3 separate regions of the Mus musculus genome follow, and regions 2 and 3 are each linked to region 1. Evidence: chromatin contacts called from public HiChIP or PLAC-seq data. All regions are on one chromosome and are shown on one strand. The core of a region is the stretch at or near the end of the contact, and the rest is flanking DNA. Distances in the headings are between cores, read along the strand shown. Region 1 overlaps Gm17745 (predicted gene, 17745). Region 2 overlaps Cdk17 (cyclin-dependent kinase 17). Region 3 overlaps Gm32468 (predicted gene, 32468).

Evidence for each region. HiChIP or PLAC-seq counts read pairs in DNA pulled down with a chosen protein or histone mark.
Region 2: a contact with region 1 is called in a FOXA1 HiChIP or PLAC-seq map of pancreatic cancer cells. The contact joins two enhancer-like sites. A contact is called at or near these places in 1 of 484 Hi-C or Micro-C datasets (nephron progenitors), 3 of 115 datasets of contacts at active chromatin or transcription factors (CD8 T cells, embryonic stem cells and pancreatic cancer cells) and 2 of 9 other capture datasets (adipose tissue and liver).
Region 3: a contact with region 1 is called in an HNF4G HiChIP or PLAC-seq map of pancreatic cancer cells. The contact joins two enhancer-like sites. A contact is called at or near these places in 1 of 39 promoter capture datasets (the C10 cell line), 1 of 484 Hi-C or Micro-C datasets (nephron progenitors), 6 of 115 datasets of contacts at active chromatin or transcription factors (CD8 T cells, bone marrow-derived macrophages, embryonic stem cells and 2 more) and 2 of 9 other capture datasets (adipose tissue and liver).

The regions. Positions count from the first base shown.
Region 1 is chr10:93,340,985-93,345,742 of GRCm38.p6, reverse strand. All of the region lies in intron 1 of Gm17745 (predicted gene, 17745), which reads right to left. Among named protein-coding and RNA genes, the nearest start is that of Gm17745, 7.2 kb to the right of the region's middle. Within about 2 kb of position 2,587, at least 56 of the 459 cell types and tissues checked have an H3K27ac peak or open chromatin away from gene starts, as enhancers often do. A contact at or near this core is called in bone marrow-derived macrophages and pancreatic cancer cells, where this site is marked.
Region 2 is chr10:93,182,048-93,186,740 of GRCm38.p6, reverse strand. The region is part of intron 1 of Cdk17 (cyclin-dependent kinase 17); the gene reads right to left. Among named protein-coding and RNA genes, the nearest start is that of Mir1931, 22 kb to the right of the region's middle. Within about 2 kb of position 1,955, at least 13 of the 459 cell types and tissues checked have an H3K27ac peak or open chromatin away from gene starts, as enhancers often do. A contact at or near this core is called in pancreatic cancer cells, where this site is marked.
Region 3 is chr10:93,092,931-93,097,563 of GRCm38.p6, reverse strand. It overlaps Gm32468 (predicted gene, 32468), which reads right to left. Exons shown (of 3, transcript NR_168584.1): 3 at 4,038-4,527. Among named protein-coding and RNA genes, the nearest start is that of Gm32468, 11 kb to the right of the region's middle. Within about 2 kb of position 2,468, at least 96 of the 459 cell types and tissues checked have an H3K27ac peak or open chromatin away from gene starts, as enhancers often do. A contact at or near this core is called in bone marrow-derived macrophages and pancreatic cancer cells, where this site is marked.

The DNA of each region.
Region 1 (4,758 bases), core at 1,338-3,837:
GACTGAGAACAGGAACTTGGCCTGGGTATTTGCCTTTCTATCATTGACACGGGACAGGCCCTGCTCAGCTCTCATCAGTTCTGAGTGACTACACATGCTAGTAGCTGGAGAGGTAAGATGCTCCACCTCTCCTGGTTTGTTTTTCCCCTCTTTCAAGAAAGAGTAATGGCTGGGCATGTTCCCAAACAGTCCTTTTTATGCATTTGCATATCACAGATTGGGGAATGATCAATGACTTCTAAGATTCTGACGTACCTGGAGTGAGTAGACTCATAATTAGTTTCTTTGAAGTACCAGTGAGTCAGAGAGTGTGCTAGCTCCTACTCGGAGCCACAGCAAAGTCTTTATGGATGAATGCAAGGGCAACAGTGTTTAACGGAGTCTTCAAATGGGAGGTGCAAAAAGATGAGACACAAAGGGATGTTGTGGGTGGTGACAGCATCCCACAGGCCTACACTTCGCCTCTCTCCCTCTTCAGCTGATACCTTAAAAAACGCTAGGTTACCTACCTGAAAAGTATACCTAGCCTTGTTCGAAGGGGAGGGGAATTACTGTTGGTGGGAGACAGGAGAGGGTGTGAGGGGATGGGTAGATCAAAATATATTATATACATGTAGGGAAGTGCCATAATGAGGCAGATTGTGTGTAAATATATGCTAATAAAAAGCATTTGAAAAGGTACATCTAGTATTGCCTACCTACCCACTTCGTGTGCTGAAAAGATGGATGGAATTTCTTGAAACATTGAGCCTTATATAAGGAACATATAAGACAGATGTTAATTTAGGAAAGCATTGTCTAAGGGAATCTGGAATTTTCTTCAGCTTTTGAAAGAGAACTAGGCTCAGAAGCAGAGACCTAGGTCTGAGCTTAGATTCTAAAGCTGAAAAGTGGCATGACTTTGGGTAGGAACCTTAAAGATCATTGAATCTGCTTTCGTCCTCCTTGTTAAGGGGATGCTACTCCGCCCATCTTAGAGCCTGTATCTCAGTGGCTCTCTGGGAAGGCTTCAGACTGTAAGCCACCATGTATTGTGCTTTGGTTCTGCGAATACCGTTGAGACAGACTCTCTACAGAATACAAGGACAAGAGGATGTCAAAAGCTATTAATTCATACTCTTGCACATGGTGTGTGTGTGTGTGTGTGTGTGTGTGGTACATGTGTGCTCATGCATGCATGTGAGTGTGCACATGTACATATATATTCATATACATGCATATGGGTGTGTGTACATGTAAAGGCTGACTTTGGAGTTAGGTGGCTTAGGTTCAAGTTGTGCGGGTGAACTAGAATTTATTTCAGTTCTTCGTAAAACTGGTTAAGTACCAGCCCTCAGGGTTATTTAGGCAGTGGTTCTGAGCCTCAATAATGCTACAACCCTTCAATACAGTTCCTTATGTTGTGGTGACCCCCAATCATAAAATTATTTCATTGCTACTTCATAACTGTGCCTTTGTTATGAATTATAATTTAAATATGTTTTAGAGATAGAAGTTTGTCTAAGGGGTCACAACCCACAGGTTGAGAAGCACTGGTTTAGAGGATTGTATATAAATGTCATCTGGCTGACATGTGATATATATTTTCTATGACTATTAAGTTACTCCTCTGAAAAAAAAAATCACTGGTCTTATCCACACTGTTCAAGGAGTCTTGCTTCTTTCCAGTTTCTACTCAGTACCATTCTGGAATCACCCAGACCTTTCCAGTTCTTCTCGCCATCATACACAATTATACAGGACATGGCTAAGGAGTATTCTGCTAAGTGCCAGGAGTGCACTGCACAGCAGTGGGGTGAAGTCCTGACTAGGTCACACATCACACAGACAAGCAGTAGTCATTCTGATGTTCAAGGACCCCCGTTGCAAAGTATAACCCTTGGACTTCCTTGCTGTAGCTGTGAGCTGGAATAGAAGGTCAGATTTGAGTCTGTGCAGCAAAGCTGAGGAGCTGTGTGGACTTAACTGGCACCAGGCTGTAAGATGAGTCACTGAACAAAGACGTTGTTACCATAAAGATTTGCCTGTGGACAGTTAAATTACATTATTGTAATTTGCCAAAAATACCTTGTGTCGGTTAGGAGAGACTGAGTCATGCTATGATGAGAGATCACCCCACCTCCGGCCTATGAACGCACAACGGTGTCTAACCACGGTACACTGATGGCTTGTTTCCTCTGCTATTCTTGCTGTTCTTGGTGTAGGTGTTGGAGATTGAATCAATGGCCTGGCTTGTGGGAGGCAAGCATCCCATCACTCAGCTCCCATTCCAGTCATGCATATGTGTAGATGTGTGTTCACATTTGCGTCAACTTTGAGATAAGATCTTCATGTGTAGCCCAGGATAGCCTCAAATCCAAAATTCTCCTGCCTTAAGCATCTGGGTGCCAGGGAACACGCACATACCCCCCCCCCCGCCCACACACACACACCACTGTACCTGGCAGCTTTACCCCATAGAACTTTCATTTCTTGTTCATGCTTCCTGTTCACTGGACATTGGTTGGAAAGGGAGGGTATGGGCATGTGGCGGCTCTGGTCAATGTTTATGAACAGTCACTGAGGTATGTAGGCTGGTAGCACCATTCCCACTTACAGAATTGCTGATTTCATGCCAGAGGGGGAAATGACATCCCTAGATCTTGTGTTGGCTACTACATGCTTTAGCTTGTGAGCAACACCCTTGACTATAGACAACTCATTAACCACAAGTATCCATTTTGATCTCAGTCAACCTTCCAAAGGAGGCCAGAAAAATGTGATCACACCAAGAGGAAGAGAGAAAAAAAAAACAACAACAAAAAACAATTGCCAAATATTCCCACTGCTCACTTCTATCCCATTATGTACTAATGAAACTGATTCTTAGAAAACCCAGTGACAATTAAGAGAGCAGAGCTAGGTGATGCTGTGGTAGCCAGTGTGGGCCAAAGACAAAGTTTGGGAATTCTTCAAAAGCCGTCTGGTTCAATAGGGCGATCCTTCTTCCCTTGAGGACATCTTCCTTCTATCCAATTATTTACTTATCCTTTTGCAATTTCTTGGATCAAAGTCTTGCCTTTTATTCTCTCTTATTCCCTTCCCCTATTCTGCCAAATCCCTTCTCCTTCTCCAACCCACTCCTCCTTTCATGTCTTTGTGCATGCGGCCCACTGCATTAGGATTCCTGCATGAGAGGTAGGTTATCTGTTTGAGTTGGGCCTGTGCATCAGAAGCAGCACCATTAATGACTATTACCAATCCCCTTCCCTTACAACTACATAGAGCTCTTCTGGAGGGTGGGGCCTTATAAGGCTCCTTTTTTTTTGGTTTTTAGAGACAGGGTTTCTCTGTATAGTCCTGGCTGTCCTGGAACTCACTCTGTAGACCAGGCAGGCCTCTAACTCAGAAATCTGCCTGCCTCTGCCTCCCAAATGCTGGGATTAAAAGCATGCATTTTAAAGCACTAATTGCCGTTCTTGAGCTCTATCGCCCATTCTGCCTACCTCCTCTTCCACAATGTTCCCTAAGTCTTACAGTAGTAGTAGAGATGCCCCATTTAGGTTGAATGACTGCTGGACCAACTGGTGGAAGAAACATTCTATACTACACTGCTTCTCTGCAACCACAAACCTCTAGCTACCATAATTTACCATATAACCATCTATATCCTAGTAATGAATCCTTGGTCCTCAGTCATGCTTCATCCATTTTAGCCAGCATTCAATCCAAAGAAAGGCTACCGTAGTGGAAGCTCATGTGCCTCTCAGTTCCTTACTGGACCTGACCTGAGAGCTTTACAGAAAACACAGTCTTGCTGACACGGTAGAGGGCGGGCTCTGGCTCTGCTAAGAAGTCAGTTTTCATTGCTTTAACTATGGGGTTGCCTTTAGGTCTCAACCCATTCCCTGTGGTCAAGATGTAAAACTCTCAGCTCCTTCTCTGGCACCACAGGCTTAGATTTCTTAAAACCTACTTTAATAAGGGTTCTCAAATGCTTCAACGCCCCTTCTAGCCCACGGTCCAAAGGTGTGGAACCAAGAAAGGCAGCCTGTTTTCTGGGTGAGCTAGGTTTAAACCCTGGAGACCCAGCAGGTGTTCCTGCAAGGGACAGAAGGCCCATTTGCCATGCTCCTACACACTGAGCTCCTGACACTAGGCCCCAGCTCCATAATTCTGTGGCCATCAGTCATGTAGGGCAATGCCTCAAGTCTCTGGTATTCTGTCTGGACTCCACCCCCACAGTTACCTGGCAACAGCCAGGCAGGCCTGGCCCACTATAAAAGGGGATATTTGCCCCCTCCTCCCTCTCTTGCTCTTACTCTTGCCTTTCCCTCCCTTGCTCCCCCAAACCCCTCTATGCATTCCCTTCCCCTATCTCTCCACATAGCCATGGCTGGCTTCTGATTCTCTACTCTCTCCTTCTCTCTGCCTTTCTCTTTACCTCTACTACCCTCTTAGCTCCCCTTCCTGCCATGACAATAAAAACCTTAAAACCATGGACTGTCTCTTCTCATCAGGATCCACCATGCTGGAGCAATGGAGCAGGTCTTCCTCTAAAGAGCCACATCTAACCTCCCACAAGGAGGCCTCTCTGCCTCTGGAGACATGGCTTCCGCTGAGCAAGCCAAGCAGTCCCGGGCTAGAGCCAGCCCGGTGCCCTCCCCCCAGCTCTTCCACGTCATCCAGCAGCATCTGGGGTGTCCAAGAGCCTGAGAACCTGTCGTACTCGGCCTCCGTGCAGACCCGGGGACCCTGAGCCAATTCTGGCAGTTCTGC
Region 2 (4,693 bases), core at 706-3,205, 160 kb after region 1:
GTACTATCAATGAAATAACGGCTATTCCCTTTTCAGTGTATTCTGTAACAGGAAAGCAGCCACGTGGTATTACATCCCAGAATGTTTGAGACATTTATATATATTAATTCATTCGACCATTAATGGTTAACATTTTTAAAATTATCCTCATTTTATACATAAGACACTTACCAAGTAAAGAGTTAAAAGCCTAGAGCAAGTTACAACAAGTTAGCTGAGAAGCCGTTTGAAGGCCAAGAGATTTTAAAAATGCTTGTCCATACACAGTATGATCCAGCACAGAATAGAATAAACACATACCTTTGCTCAATGAACAAGCATGCACTGGCTGGGCCCTTCCTAACCTCTTTCTGTTAGGAGTTCTAAAACTCAGCACAGTTCATGCATGGTGGTGGCACATGAGAGACAGAAGCAGGTAGCTCTCTGTAAGTTCAAGGACAGCCTGGTCTCATAGTGACTTCCAGGTAAGACGGGTATATAATATAGCAAGAGACTGTCTCAAAAAGATGAAAAAGTCAGACTGGAGAGATGGCTCAGTGGTTAAGGGCATGGCTGCTCTTCCAGAGGGTCTGAGGTCAATTCCCAGCAATCACATGGTGGCTCACAACCATCTGTAATAGGATCTGATGCCCTCTGAAGATAGCTACAGTGTACTCATATAAATAAAATAAATAAATTTAAAAAATAAATAAATAATGAACTAAATTTAAAAGTCAATAAATATAAAAATTAGCAGAAAAGAATGCACCAGCTGGTTTCTTTGCTTTTTTTCCAAGTTTATTTTTACTTAGAACGAGTATTCCTTATACTCTGAAGTCAGCCTCAAATGCATCTACACAGTACAACTTCCTAACTGTTCTAATCATTAGCCATATACTCTGAGCACCTTGGAGATGAGAGATATTTGCTGGAAGGATTATATAAGTACTAGACAAAAATGCAAAAGAGGGATATAACGTTAAATAAAACAGAACAAAAATCACTCTCCTGAAGTAACTTGTAAGCAAGACACACAGAGTAGTCACTGCTTAGTATATTTTGTAAATGTAACCAAATTATCATGTATTAGTCAGGGGTCTCTAGAAAAACTGAACTTACAGACATAATCTCTCTCTCTACATATAGAAAAGGGATTTATTAGGATGCCTTACAGGCTGCTGTTTAGGAAGACCAACAATGACTGATTATGAACAAAAAGTCCAAAAATCCACTACTTGCTCTGTTCATGAAGCTGGATGTCTCAGCTGGAATCCCAAATAAGTGGGCGCTAATGCCAGTGAAGGGATGGACTTGCTGTCCATGTGAGAGGGAGCAGCCAGAGCTTTCTTCTTCCCTGGCTTCGTATAAGCTTCCAGCAGAAGGCGTGGCCCAGATTGAAGGGTGTCTTCCTGCCTCAAAGCGGATCTTCCTACTTCAAATTAAGCAAAAATCCCTCACAGGTATTCCCTCCATTTGGGGGTTTTGGTTGTATGTGTAGTCAAGTTGACAACCAAGGACAGCCATCACATAGCCCAAAATACATGTGACAAAATGTAACATATTTCAGGTAGTATTATTGCCAGAGAGATATGGTACAAATGTGCATTACTTTAATTACTGCCACAGGTTGCTATTGCCCTTCCCATTTTACACAAGGAAATACATCCCAAGTCAAAGACTGTGACTGAGACTAATTATAGTGACAGCTAGGAGACTTTACCACACCCAAACAGTTTATACAGAACGAAATGTATTTACTCAGTGACAGTCAATTCCAAAAGTAGAATCTAGTGAATGTCTAGTAAAGGAAGAGAAGGCCGTATGCATGTACAACCCAAGGTCCAGCCGGAGTCATTTTGCTCTAAGTCAGTGGTTCTCAACGTTCCTAAGGCTTCAACTCTTTAATACAGTTCCTCACGTTGTGGTCACCCCAACCATAAAAGCCAGGCTACTTCATAACTATAATTTGCTACTATTATGAATCATAACGGAAATGTCTGTGTTTTCTATGGTCTTAGGTAACCCTTGTTGAAAGGATCAAACAACCTGGAGAGGGGTCAGGACCCACAGGCTGAGAACCACTGCTCTAAACCAAAACTTCCAAAGAACAGACTAGGAAATCTTTGTGTGTGTGTGTGTGGGGGGGGGGGGTGTCAAGCAATTTTCATGATAATGTAAGAATTTGATGGCTACTTACACTTGATACTTTCAGGGAGAGGGGAAATCAGCTTCCTTCAATAGAAGTTGATGTTGGGCATACCAACCGCATCCCAGGGCAAGGGGCGAGTTCAGCAATAGCCAGCCAATACAAAGGAACTCTGCCTTTTTTTTTTTTTTTTTTTTTTTTTTGCTTTGCTTTGCTTTTGTGCGTTGGGGGGACTTTTTTGTTTTTTATTTTTAGAAACAGAAAGGTTATGAAGTGGGAGGAGGTAGGTAGGATCTGGAAAAGAGTTGGGGGAGGGAAAATATAGTTCATGAAATTTTTAAACGAATTTTTTAATTAGTAAAAATTTTAAAAATGGTTTAAGAGTATAAAGTCCCCAACTAACAACAAAACAATCAATCAATCAATAAATAAAACATTGAAAACCCACTTCTCTAAAGCTGTTTCTAACCAATCTTCAAATCCAAAGATTGGTCTTCTGGACTGATTTATTCATCAAGATTTAAATGGGCTTTATAAATGAAAGCTTTTGCAATATCATAAACTACTTAAGGATGGAAACATTTAAAAATAAATCCTCTAGCTACTCAACCAAAAAAAGTATCAGGTTGTCAACCAGACCGTTTCTCATGATATGTACATGTCTGTCTATACATTTTTTTGGTAGTACTGGTACCTTTTTGTCAAATCTGGGGCCTTCTATGTTGGAACACAGTCTAGGAATTGAGTTGTCTGAGAAGAGTTCTGAGTGCTTAGAATGCGTTTTCATGCTCCTCCAGGTCTGATAGGACTGAGTTTATTTCAGATCCCTCATTATTGCTTGCTGTTGTTAGTCAATTAAGTGTTTATATTATCCCTTACTTTGCCACATGCGGCTTGTCCTTGTGATTGTTTACAGCTTGACAACGAGAGAACTTTACTCAGATGGCCCTTCCCTTTTCTTTCTTTCTCTTTCTCTCTCTCTCTTTCTTTTTATATACTCTCTCTCTTTCTTTTTATATTAATATATATATTTATTTATTATATGTAAGTACATTGTAGCTGTCTTCAGACACACCAGAAGAGGGTGTCAGATCTCGTTATAATGATTGTGAGCCACCATGTGGTTGCTGGGATTTGAACTCAGGTCCTTTGGAAGAGCAGTCAGTGTTCTCAACTGCTGAGCCATCTCTCCAGCCCCCAGGTGACCCTTCTTAACCCTACGACTATAGATTTGTCTGAGGCTCTGAATAAAGTTGGCCAGCGCATGAGACTTTAGTCCGCCTCACTGACTGGCTTCATTCTCCCAGATCCCGGTAGGTAGCGGCGGCACTTGTATACTTTAGGTAGGCACTAGGCTATCCATCTCCAGCTCTCTTGTTATTTTAAGACAGAGTCTTAATAAATTGTCCAGGCTGGCCTTGCCGTCCTTCTATAAACCTAGGTAGGCTTTGAACTTGTGATCCTCCTGCTTCAGCCTCCTTAATAGCTGGTAATACCAGCCTATGATACCAGGCCCCGTTCACTGAGCAATGTCTAAATTCGCTATAGTCTATTTCCTAATCAGCATAAATGTTCTTAGAGTATATATCACATTAAAGCAAGCGAAAGTATGTCAGTCTACAAAGCTGATGAGACTGCTTATGATTATAATGTTGTAAGCACATCCTATGAAATCTAGCCAATCACCTATCCTTTTAATTACCTCGTAAGGGACTGGAGAAATCACTCAGTGGCCTGAGTTCAATTCCTAGCGCCTCTGTCTGGTGGCTCTAAGAGATCTGACATCTCCAGCCTCTGCAGGCTCCTATACTCCTGTTCACATACCTACAAGCCAACACACACAGGTAAGCATAATTTAAAATGCACAGTGAGATCTAAGCCAGCCAAAGCTACAAAGTGAGACACTGTCTCAAAAAAAAAAAAAAAAGCATCTTTTAAGAATAGATTTAATCACCCCTAAACTCTAACAGTAAGAAATTAAAGAGGGCCTAATTTTAATAAGAAAAATTACGCAATATTATATAATTACATATTTTAAAGGACATATTACAGCTACCATGAGAGTAAGGTGTTAATTCCAAGCTAGACCAAATCCCAGCCTGAGAGGGGAAATGGATATGAAGGCCTGGCCCTAGCCAAGGCACCTTTTGACAACTGAAGGTGGCTGGGAGAGGACACTCAAATTTCTCAAAGAGTCACCCTGATACCACCGCACTCACATCCTATATATGGGCAGCACAAACTGGACTTGATCGGTCAAGAAAAGAGAAAAAGAAGAGAACCAAAGGTCAGGTGGATAGGGAAGGAGGAGGACTCTGGAAGGAGTTAGGGGCGGGGATACGTTGCTCAAAGCATGCTCTATCAAACTCTTAATTGAAAAAATTAATAAAATGCAAATCCACATTTTTCAATGAACAATACTATATGTTTTCTTTTACAAGTTTTAAAGGTACATCTCAGAAAAACTATTTTCAAGATACTTATGTTGGTTTCAGTTGAAGGGAACAAAGAAAGCTGTGTAGGCAACTTTCTGCTGTTGTCTCTAAGACACAAGTGGACTGAACAACT
Region 3 (4,633 bases), core at 1,219-3,718, 250 kb after region 1:
TCCTGTTACGTTGCTATTATCAGGCACTGAGGTCACAGCTAATGTGGCTGTGTGTGCTTGCTGACTATTGTTTACTTCTGAATCTGGGAATGAGTATTATATTTAAAAATGTAACGTGGACATTAGACTAGTGTTATGAGTCTCTGGATAGCCTTCAGATCTTCCGTTTTAGTAGCTCTCTCTGTTACTGCTCTGGCAGAGAAAAGGGGTGCCAGTTACCCCATTTCTACTGAGTTTGAGGAAAAGACCATCCCCAACTTCGTGCCAGGCGTCACACAGTGGAGGGAGCAGGTCCTTCCATTGATCGTGGGTCTCACCAGATCTGTGTTGATACTACAGGACCTAGAGAAGTAGGAGTAACTCGTCACACAGCTCTCACATGCTAACACCACAGGACAATGAGAATCGTGATCATCCACCAGGCCTCTAATGATCCCTCAGCAACCAGGAGGAGGAGACTGTAAAAGCATCGTCTGGGGCTTTTATACATTGCCCTTGTTCATGAATAATGACACAGAGATCTAGTATATTTATGAATAAGCTTCTATAGCTAGACAGATATTCTAACCCAACTATGCTGGCCCTTTCCCAGACACGTGCCATGCTACCTGCCCTGGCTGCTTCTGCTCTATCTGTGTCCTCATGGCGACCCCTCTCTCTTTCCTCTCTCTTCCCAGGACTCCCTCAACGGGATCCAAAATCCCTCCTTATCTCTCCTGCCCAGCTATAGGCTGATCTGTTTTATTAACCAGTCTGAGGTGTCAGAGAACAATTTGTATACAACATTGAGACAGGAGATGCTTCATGAAAATGCCAAGATGTAGATTGCAACCCGATCTCTGGGCCCAGAGACCAACACTTAAACACAGAGTGCACAAAACCATCCCCCAACGGGAGATGGTCTTATTACCCTCCAGTGAGGATGGTCGGGGCGATTCCTCACTAAGTCCTATGTGGAGGCCGGTTAGGAACTGTGGTAGGAATTTGTTCTAATGCTTTGAAGAGAGGAAGGAGGATCACCAAGATTCGGAGGGAAACCAGATTTAGAGCTGCAGAAGGAAAATTACCCCAAACGTAGGTGAGAAGGAATGTGGTCCCACGAAGGGCTGCCCAGAAACGTCTTGGGCAGCAAAGACTAGGAAGCCACCCAGAAGGAGCCAGGGCAACAAAGATAAAATATAGAATTAGAGGGCGTTAAGCCAGGAGTGCCAGAGGGAAATGTGTGCTAGTTAGCCAGAGGGGTGGGGGTGAGGGGGTTGGGGTTGGGGGTGGGGGTGGAGAGTAGAATTGCCCAACCTTTGAACTAGTCAAGGCAGCATATATTTAAAATTAAGTGGTGTGTGTGTGTGGTTGTGTGTGTGTGTCTTTCATTCATGAATCCAGACAGCTCTTGGACGGGTACATTTGCAACCCGTCTGGAGCACAGAGTGGGTTAACTAACTACTGCCACAGTACCGGACATGTCCTGGTTTGGGGGCAGGGAGCCCAGGTTCTCATTTGGCCTTTACTGGTGGGGTTGAACATGAGAGTTATAGCTGCTTCTCTGGTGTCACATGGAGTAGACTGGCTTCCTTCTGTGTATTTATAATCTTGCTAATATGCCCTTAAATAGTTCCTTTTTTAGACAGGAGTGGTTTTTCTTTCTTTCTGTTTGTTCTCATTGGTGGGCCTTTAGAATTCCGTCTAGTCTATATGAGGCTGTGCTTTGGGTCCTAACTTGCCATCTATACATTTTCCCAGTATTTGTTTGTTTGTTTGTTTCATGTAGCCCAGGCTAGCCTTGAACTTGCTATGCAGTTGGGGATGCTCTTTAACTCCCTGGCTTTCTGTCTCTACCTCCCAAGAACCAAGGTCACAGGTGTGACCACCAATCCCAGCCATTTCACATTTGAGATCACACACACACACACACACACACACACACACACACACACACACACACACACACACACACACAGAGGCAGAGAGAGAGAGAGAGAGAGAGCACTAAGATATCAATAAGGTATCTTAAGTATCAGAAAAGGAATTTGATGCATAATTGAGGGTTATAAAGCTAACTAGAAGACAGTGAGGTGGCCTATTCATCCAGGATGTTAACATGCCAGAGAAACAAAAGGAACCGTGAGTCACACTCTCAAAGCTGAAATGCAAAGGGTTTGCCCAATATGGCAGTGTCCGGTGTCACAGGGGAGGCTGGGCTAAGGAAGTACTGCCCAAGGTTCTTGTGAACAGGAAGAGAACACCACTTCTCTATTTAAAACAAACAAACAAACAAACAACCACTTAAATTTCTCTGCAGTTCTCATTAGTGACAACAGGAAACTCAGGGAGATGGGCGGAGGACCTGGAGGCAAGCAGGCTTGTGTCTAATCGCCGCCGTCCCTTTCTCTGATGAGTAAGCTCAGGCACAGAGCGGTGTGTAACTTGGCTGGGGTTCCACAGATGCCAAACAATTCTGGAGAGTGCAATGTCTGTGGCCTTGTACTTCCAGCCACTGGGAGGCCCCAGGAGGTAAAGGTGTGACTGGGTTTGGATAGTGTAGTGTCAGTCTTTATTTGTCCTTTAAACACACAGGAGATGTAGATTTGTGACAACCAGAAGTCTGAGATATAAAGCTTGGAGATTGTCTGGATCATGGGGAAAGTTTCAAAGTCATGAAAGGGTTAACCTAAGCTTGTTATTTATTTTGAAACTGCTTTTCTTCCCCATCTCCCTGCTGCCCCCAACTCTCTGCCTTTTCACTCTTTCATCCCCTTCCCTCCTTCTATAGGGTTTTATGTGTAGCCCAGGCTAGCCTGGGAGTCATCACATCTCAGCTTTCCTCGTGCCGAGATTACAGGTGTGCACAACCACACCCAGTTTGTTTTCATTTTCCTGTTCTCTTTCTTATTTAGTGCTTGCTTTGTGCCAAACACCCCTTTATGTAGTCCAGTTGTTTCAGTTAACTTAATTCTTGCATCCAACTTGTGCTGGCTATGTCTTAGGTCAAGTTGACACAAGCTAGAGTCATCTGAAAAAGAAAAAGGAAAAAACAACAAAACAAAACAAAAAAAAAACAAAAAGAAAAACAAAAACAAAAACCAAAACCCAAAACAAAAACCTGGAAATCTCAATTGAGAAAATGACTCCATTAGATTTGGCTGTAGGGTGTTTTCTTAATTAACGATTGGTGATTTATTGAGGCGTGCTCAGCCCATTGTGGGTGGTGCCATCTCTGGGCTGGTTGGTGGTCCTAGTAAGAAAGCAGGCTGAGCGAACCATAATGAGCAAACCAGTAAGCAGTCTTCTTCCATGAACGTTGCATCAGCTCCTACCTCCAGATTCCAGCCTGTTTTGAATTCCTGCCAATTATATCTTTCAGTGTTGGACTATGATTAGAAGTAGAAGCCAAATAAACCCTTCGTAAGCCCGTAGAGGCATGCAAGTGGCCAGACCCCATCCCCAAGACGACTCTAACTGCTCTAAAGCCTGTTTCCAACCCCCTGAGATGCAATTGCCCAAGCTCCACACTATAGAGGGGAAAAAAATAAGGCCACAGAATCACACCAATCCCAGGCCACCATGGAAAGATCTGCCCCTCAAGAAATCCTATATAAAGTTTGCCTCCTGCTCTGTTCTTTGCTGCTTCTCCTCTTTAGTAGTGTGACTTTATGGCATTCCTTGGCTCCCAACTGCCTGGATGGATACCTTTCCTCTCGGAGCTGTAAGACTTCCCCACCCTTTCCTTCCCAAGTTGCTTTTGGTCCTGGTGCTTCATCTCAGGAGTAGAAAAGTAAATAAGATAAATCGGTTGCAAGATTCTGAGGCATTGCTGTGACAAACTTGACCATGTGTTTTGGAGGATTTCAGAAGGACTTTGGAACTCTGGGCTAGTGGTTAACAGCTGCAGCTGCTCGTTCAAAGGTCCTGAGTTCAATTCCTAGCAACCACATGGTGGTTCACAACCATCTGTAATGGGGTCTGATGCCCTCTTCTGGTGTGTCCGAGGACAGCAACAGTATACTCATATAAATAATACATAAATAAAATTTAAAAAATTCAGCTGTTAAGTATTTTATTAATTAACTAAAGGGTTTGGGAGTTTCACATCCCATGGTGGGTGGAGCCATCCCTGGGGTGGTGGTCCTGAGTTATAGAAGAAAGCAGGCTAAGTGAGCCATGTGAGCAAGACAGTAAGCAGCATCCTTCCGTGGCCTCTGCATCAGCTCCTGCCTCCAGGTTCCTGCCCTGACTCCTTCCAGTGACTGACTATGGGATGGACGTGTAAGCCAAGTGAACCCTTTCCCGTCAGGTTGCTTTGGTCATGGTGTTTCATCACAGCAGTAGAGAAGTAATTGAGATCCACCTCTCTGGTGGATTTCTTGTTACCCACAGCTTACAGACAAGAAAGTCGAGTCACAGAGGACTAACTGAAGGTTTTAGGGTCTTCATGCCACTCAGGTGCGGAGTTGGTCACTCTGTCTTTGGTTCCATGAGCCCGTATCTTTTATTCTCCTGCTATAGTTCTGGTGATCATCTGGGTGTGGTCTAGAGAATAAATTTGGTGACAACCTATGAGACAATCGTAATCAAAGATCCAATAGGCAGCAATTGCTAATTCACGCAAATGATGCATGTGTATCCTTTGTGCACA